Regions from separate parts of the Mus musculus genome. Here region 1 is linked to region 2. A link is a contact called in public promoter capture Hi-C data. All regions are on one chromosome and are shown on one strand. Each heading gives the region's core, a stretch centred on a gene start, on an enhancer-like site or on the middle of the called end of the contact. The rest is flanking DNA. Distances are from core to core; before and after follow the strand shown. Region 1 has its middle 64 kb from the start of Rnf32. Region 2 holds the start of Shh (sonic hedgehog).

What was found. Promoter capture Hi-C pulls out the DNA fragments that hold promoters and counts their contacts.
Region 1: a promoter capture Hi-C map of embryonic stem cells shows a contact between it and region 2, with 5 times the contacts expected there. The contact joins the enhancer-like site here to the promoter of Shh in region 2. A contact is called at or near these places in 9 of 39 promoter capture datasets (the C10 cell line, the HPC-7 cell line, cranial neural crest and 6 more), 14 of 115 datasets of contacts at active chromatin or transcription factors (astrocytes, craniofacial prominence, embryonic basal ganglia and 8 more) and 4 of 9 other capture datasets (adipose tissue, embryonic stem cells, liver and 1 more).

The regions. Positions count from the first base shown.
Region 1 is chr5:29,130,314-29,133,428 of GRCm38.p6, forward strand. No RefSeq gene overlaps it. Among named protein-coding and RNA genes, the nearest start is that of Rnf32, 64 kb to the right of the region's middle. Within about 2 kb of position 1,663, at least 23 of the 459 cell types and tissues checked have an H3K27ac peak or open chromatin away from gene starts, as enhancers often do. A contact at or near this core is called in craniofacial prominence, embryonic stem cells and trophoblast stem cells, where this site is marked.
Region 2 is chr5:28,465,489-28,468,592 of GRCm38.p6, forward strand. Shh (sonic hedgehog) reads right to left here and starts at 1,613. Exons shown (of 3, transcript NM_009170.3): 1 at 973-1,613. The coding sequence starts at 1,275. 9530036O11Rik (RIKEN cDNA 9530036O11Rik) reads left to right here and starts at 1,496. Exons shown (of 7, transcript NR_015562.2): 1 at 1,496-1,860.

The DNA.
Region 1 (3,115 bases), core at 413-2,912, 660 kb after region 2:
ATGCACATTAATCCAGAGTTTTAAGAGATCTCGTTCCCAGGCTCAAATTGCCCTTTACTAACTGAGCCCAATCCTAGCTATTGTGAAGATGAATAAGATAGAAAAGTCCTGTATTCCCAGTTCATAACACATAGATCTCCCACATGGAGGTAACAGAGGCATAGAGCAATCTAGAGTGCAGGATGGCACAGGCCAGAGTCTGTCGCTGGCCAGAGACTGCTGCCGTCTGTATTTCTTAGCCTGTAGAAGGCATTGAGAGTGTCCAGGGAAGGTACTTCTTCATTCACTACTTGGTCAGACAGAATCATGCAGAAAGGCTTTACCCAGTTGTGTGTGTGAGAGAAAGGAGCACGCGGAAAGGAGCGAGGGGGGCGGACGGGGTGGGGAGGCAGATCTAACTTTCCCACCTCTCAAAAAAGAAAAACAAAAAAACAATTGAACCAAACCACTCCGCATGCCTTCCTTATTCCCTTCTCCTGCAGTTGCCTGCCCTGTGGGGGCAAGCTTGGCAGCTGGAGGCTAGGATGCGCAGGGTTTGGTTTTGCTCTTTCAGAACCACTGTTACTCTTGCCTCTTCCAAGGGCATCTGAGGTTCTTACTCTCGATCATCAGGGAAATTGCCCTGACAGGACTTGGACTTTGCCCGACTGGCACTGCTTCAGCATTCCAGTCATCAAGCCCCACAGAAAGCACTAGATGCTCCTTTAAGTCTATCCACTTTCCCCAAATTCCACAGTTGAACGCAAGGACTACTTACTGTAACAAACTAACGCCCCAGTATCCAATGTAGCCACTTTAAGAGTAAAAATTGAAACATCAACTTAAAAAGGAAAGCAGGTTCACTTTGTAGTGATCACACAAAAAGCCTCCAGCAATGTCTGCAGGTTTGTGCACACATGCACACAAACTTAAACTCTAATGACACTCACTCCTCCACCCCTGCAATAATGAGACATTCCTTTATGCAATATATGCCACCCAAGGTCAGAAAGAAAAACTTAAATAAGAGAATACATATTTTCCTGGAATTTTGCTTTTGTTTTGTTTTGTTTTGTTTTGTTTTGTTTTGTTTTGTTTTGTTTTGTTTTGTTGTTTCAAGACAGGGTTTTTCAGTATAGCCCTGGCTATCTTAGAACTCACTCGTAGACCAGTCTAGCCTCAAACTCAGAGATCTGCCTGCCTCTGTCTCCTGAGTGCTGAGATTAAAGTGTGTGGCACTACCTCCCAGCTTTCATAGAAATTTTTAATGTTATAAAAAGTTGGTTTTCACTAAATTAATTACATAATTTCCAACCAAATATTAACATTATTTTAGAAATTTCAAAATAAAAAAATTTACAGTTCACCTGAAGGCTTATACACACACACACACAAGAAATATATAGACTAGTACAACCAAAAAACAAAACATAGGAAGAATACTTTCAGCAGACCAGATGAAAGGATAAGCAATTCTATGTATGAGTGTAAATATAGAGACCCAAACTAGATCCTGATTTATAGGAACTTCCTCTACAAAAAAAAAAGATGACATCTAAAGTCCTCAGAGTATAAAACCTTGTACAATCATTATTGCCTAAGGGCCAGGGACACTGCAGAGGAGGGTGGGGTTGTCTAGCATTCCCAGGATAACTAAAGAAGAGAGTGGAATGTGGAAGGGGAGAGGGAGAGTGGGAGGGGCGAGCGAGAGGGGGAGAAGGGAACAGAGCAGGGAGTGAGTTAGGAGAAGACAGAGAAGACAATACTGAAAGAGAACAATACTTAGGAAAACTATATTGACATCTGGAAAAACTATATGCCTGATCCTTATCTCATATCTTACCTTAAAATAAATTAGAAGTTGATTAAAGTTGAAGGGGTGGAGATAAGACCAAAAAGATAATAGAAATAATTATCTGGCTATTACTTTAATCTATAAGTAGAAAGGACTCTCTAAGATTGACATCAAAGTAGAAACCATAAGTACTAGCTAATGTGAACATGTAAAGTGTCTGTATGATAAAAAAAAAAAATACTGTTGATTGGTTCCGATGCAATTGTGACAGCATGATGTTAAAAGTGAGAGAGGTTTGGCTGAGTGACAGAACAAAGTTAAAGGTCACATCATCCTTGCAAGGAGACAAAGAGCCCTGTGCTGACTGGTTACGACTGGTTACACCCGGAAACTGCATTAAGCAGCACAGCAGGCCTGGGGGTGGGAGATTTATTACATCAGAGGAGAGGAAAGGGCACTCTCACTTCCTCTCCCCACAGGTAAACACTTATTATTTTTTCTCAGCATATCTACCAACATGTAGAAAATGATGTATCTATCTTTATATCTATTTCCCTCAAAAAGCTAGAAATTAGTTTGTCTATTCCACCCTCAGAAACTAAAACCTTGTAAACTTCTACAAAGTTCAGTTCAGTAGCAATGAGACTATTAAAAACAAGACAGAACCAAACTACACACTAAGAGGTATTCTCAGGGCTGCTTATTGTTTATTTATTATACAATAATACACTTAAGAAAAAACAATATGTGGGAAAATCCATACACTATGAATACATCTATATACAACAACTAACCAAAGTCCTGCCTCCCAGCACATCTGCAATTCATGATTTCTGCAAGGGAACAGTGTGAGAGTACACATACACAATGAAATTTGGCGTAGAACTAAGAAAATTCCAGAGCAACGTTGAGACAAAGGAGAAACAGTGGGAAAGATAAAAACAGAAACTGACACAGACAGTGCATGGTCTGCACTGACGGTTATGTGTAAGACCTCCTCCTGCCACAAGCTAGTTCCTGCTTAGATGAACTTGACCTCTTCCTGTGCGTTACTGGGATGTTTTATAATAAAGATGTCTTCCAGTGTATTATGATGCAGACATAGAGTGAGGTGTTTGGGGTGCCAATGGATGTGAATCAAGGTGAAGCCAAAGTAAATAGAAGGAACAAACCATAAAGGGAAAGGCTGAAATCAAATAGAACCTAGAAAAGAATGTTTTCTGAATGTATTCATGTTAAGTGAAAAGAGAGAAGATGAAATGACAAAAGAGGAGACTTCAGAATGGAAACTTCTGATCAAACAGGGTAAGGAAATGCCTCGAGAGTCAGCAGCTTCGGCAA
Region 2 (3,104 bases), core at 363-2,862:
AGGATGCTGACCTATATTTGCAAGGAAACCCATTTCCAGCTCCAGTCATACGTGCATGGAGTTTCAGAAAGTCTCGATTTGGCTGGGAGATTGGCAGCCTGGAAATCTCAAAGGAGGTGGGATGGGAAGAGAGGCTCGTGCTTTGCTTTGCCGTCTGTCCATCCACCCTCGTCGCCGAATATTTATTCGCTTTTAATTCTTATGCAAGCAGGTTAAAAATTAAAGCGATTGCAAAGCCAGCAAGTTCCAAGTCCCTCCCCTAAGGTACCGCGGGCTCTGGAGAAATGAGGAGCATCCTTAAAGAAATATCAATACATTCTCTGACCGGCACAATTGAGGACGATGGGATCGCAGTCAGGCTACGCGATACAGTGGGGACAAGACGGGCGCCTCTGGAGCTCCTGCCTTTTGTCAGAACTGCCCCCAGGCTTTCTCAGTTACAGTTCTTTGGTGGTGGTGGGGTAAAGGGTGGGGTGGTCTTGGGAGAAAAACACAGAAAAGGAAAAGGTAGGAGCTAGGGGACGAAATGCTCCAGGCTATGTTTGCAGTGACCTGGAGGCCCTTTGAAGTGTATAGGGGCATCCCCTCTCCCTCCATTTTCTGCCTCCACTTGGAAAGGGCAGACTCCCTCAGAGTAAAGGTCTTTCTAAGTTTCAAGCTAGAATACAGGTAGTTAGAGGAGGTCGTCCCGGGAGACTAATTAAATGAGACTAATAAAATGAGACTAATAAGATAGAGAACCCCATCTTCTGGTGCCCCATTCCAGCAAACCCTAAACTTCCTGCTGGACCCTTCACCTCCTTTTTCCTCCCGGAAGAGGAGTGCTAGGTGGGCAGGTGGGTGGGGAAGGAGAGAGCAAGCCGCCTTCCTACCTGCCCAAAGAGCAAACAGAGCAGGGCTGACTGCTTGGTCACACGCACCCCCCCCCCCTCCCGGGAAGGAGTCTGTTTCCCACCCGCAATGGGTCTCTACCTGAGTCATCAGCCGGTCTGCTCCCGTGTTTTCCTCATCCTTAAATATGATGTCGGGGTTGTAATTGGGGGTGAGTTCCTTAAATCGTTCGGAGTTTCTTGTGATCTTCCCTTCATATCTGCCGCTGGCCCCTAGGGTCTTCTCGGCTACGTTGGGAATAAACTGCTTGTAGGCTAAAGGGGTCAGCTTTTTGGGGTGCCGCCTCTTTCCAAACCCCCTGCCGGGCCCACAGGCCAGCCCGGGGCACACCAGCAGCGAGGAAGCAAGGATCACCAGAAAACATCTGGCCAGCAGCAGCAGCATCTCGTCCGCGGAACCTGAGGACTTGTGAGCTGTCCCCGCGCTGTCTGTGCGCGAGCGGGTACGCGCGGGTGTGTGCGTGTGCGCTCCTCCTTGCGCTCGGCTCTCCCTTCCTCGCTCGGCTCGTTCGTTCCCTCTGGCGCTGCCTGGCTCTTTCTCTTCCTATATAACCTTGCCTGCCGCTGCTGCAGGGGACTTGTCTCCGATCCCCACCCAGACTGGGGCTGCGATGGCAGGCTGCCGGTCGCTGGTAACGGAACACATCGGAGTTGGGTCTCGAGACAGCAATTAAAAGACAAAAAGAGCCTGATTTTAAATGGTAGCAAGGCTGGAGAGCTTGTGAGACAGGCTGCCTTTCGCACTATATTATAGCTGGCAGGGGCGCATCTGATTGGCCAAGCCGCACAAGCTTGTCTTCTGATGTTAACCCTGAGAAAGACTACATTTCTCCCCCCTCTGGCTGCTGTGGCTTTATTTTCACCTGAAGGCTTCCAGTTTAAAAAAGAAAGAAAGAGAGAAAGAAAGAAAGAAAGAAAGAAAGAAAGAAAGAAAGAAAGAAAGAAAGAAAGAAAGAAAGTCTTTACTAAGGTAAAGGTGGGTGGGAGGGAGGAGGCCTGTTTATTGGAAAAATACCCCGCACTGCCTGCTTTGTGCTCAGGGCTGCTTCCCCCTTACTTTCTCTAAATGGAAGATGCTTTGGTTAAAGCCAGCATAAGTTTTTAAAGGACAGTCCAGATGCTCCCCCCCCCCCCACAAGCTTTGACCATAAAACAGCCTCTCAATTGTTTGAGGGCAACGCTGCCTCCCTCCTGTTTGCCTTATTTACACCCCATCCCCAGATGTGAGTGTACAGGACAGACGTCACGGGGTTGTGAAAACAGCTCACCTGAGCATCTCCTGAATATTTAGCATCTTTAGATAGAGGATAATCACAGGTGGCCACAACCTAAAGAGTTGCTGTTTTAAGTGCCCTAAAATACTGTCCTTTATTGTATCTCACTGACTGCACCACATTCAAGCCTCTGCAGGTGGATGGATGCATCCCAGCTGAGGGGCAGGTAAAGAGTGTCTGCAGAATGTGGTGGGGTACATAGGTTCAGTGGGTCTATGTGCTGCACCCCAGCATGGAGGGCAGCTGGTGTGTGCTTGGTGGGTAGAGGTGATCTGCCTGGGGCAACTGAAAGTGGGCAAGGCTGCATGCGTGAAGAACCCCTTCCAATCTATCCTAGCAAAGTGCAGGGCTGGGGTAAGTTGATGTGGAATTCAGGCTCCTTAACACAGTTGTATTTCACAGGAGCTTTGCAAGCTAATTTTCAAGGAAAGAAGCTGGCTAGGTGTAGGGCCTGCAGACTGAAGGTGTTAGGGATCTAGAGGACAGTGTTCTGGCCATAAGGGGCATCTTAGAAGAGGATATGCTGTCTAGAGGTCACTACTCTTGGGGTGTCCAACACTCTTTCAGGAAAAAGAAAAATTTCCAGAAAAGTCTTAGTTGAACCAGAAAAATAGAATGTGAAACGCTTTGTTTTTATAGATCATAGAAATCTGCTCTGGCTTTTCTCCCATCCTACTCACAGGCAAGATTCCTCTAGGATGGGCGAACTATTTATGTGGAATGGAATACCTGCTTAGGGACCGAGTCCTCCAGTGTTATCCCATGAGACCAGCCTCTGGCTCTTGATCCTGTCCCAGTGCAGGGAGAGCCCAGCAAACCTGAAGCTCAGCTGGCAGTGGGGTTTTCAGAGGACTTAGAAACTTGGTTGCTTTTGAGTTAGTGTGAGGCGAGGAAAGTGCTTGCTACTGTCTACTGTGAGTCTCAATGGCAGTATGGCAGA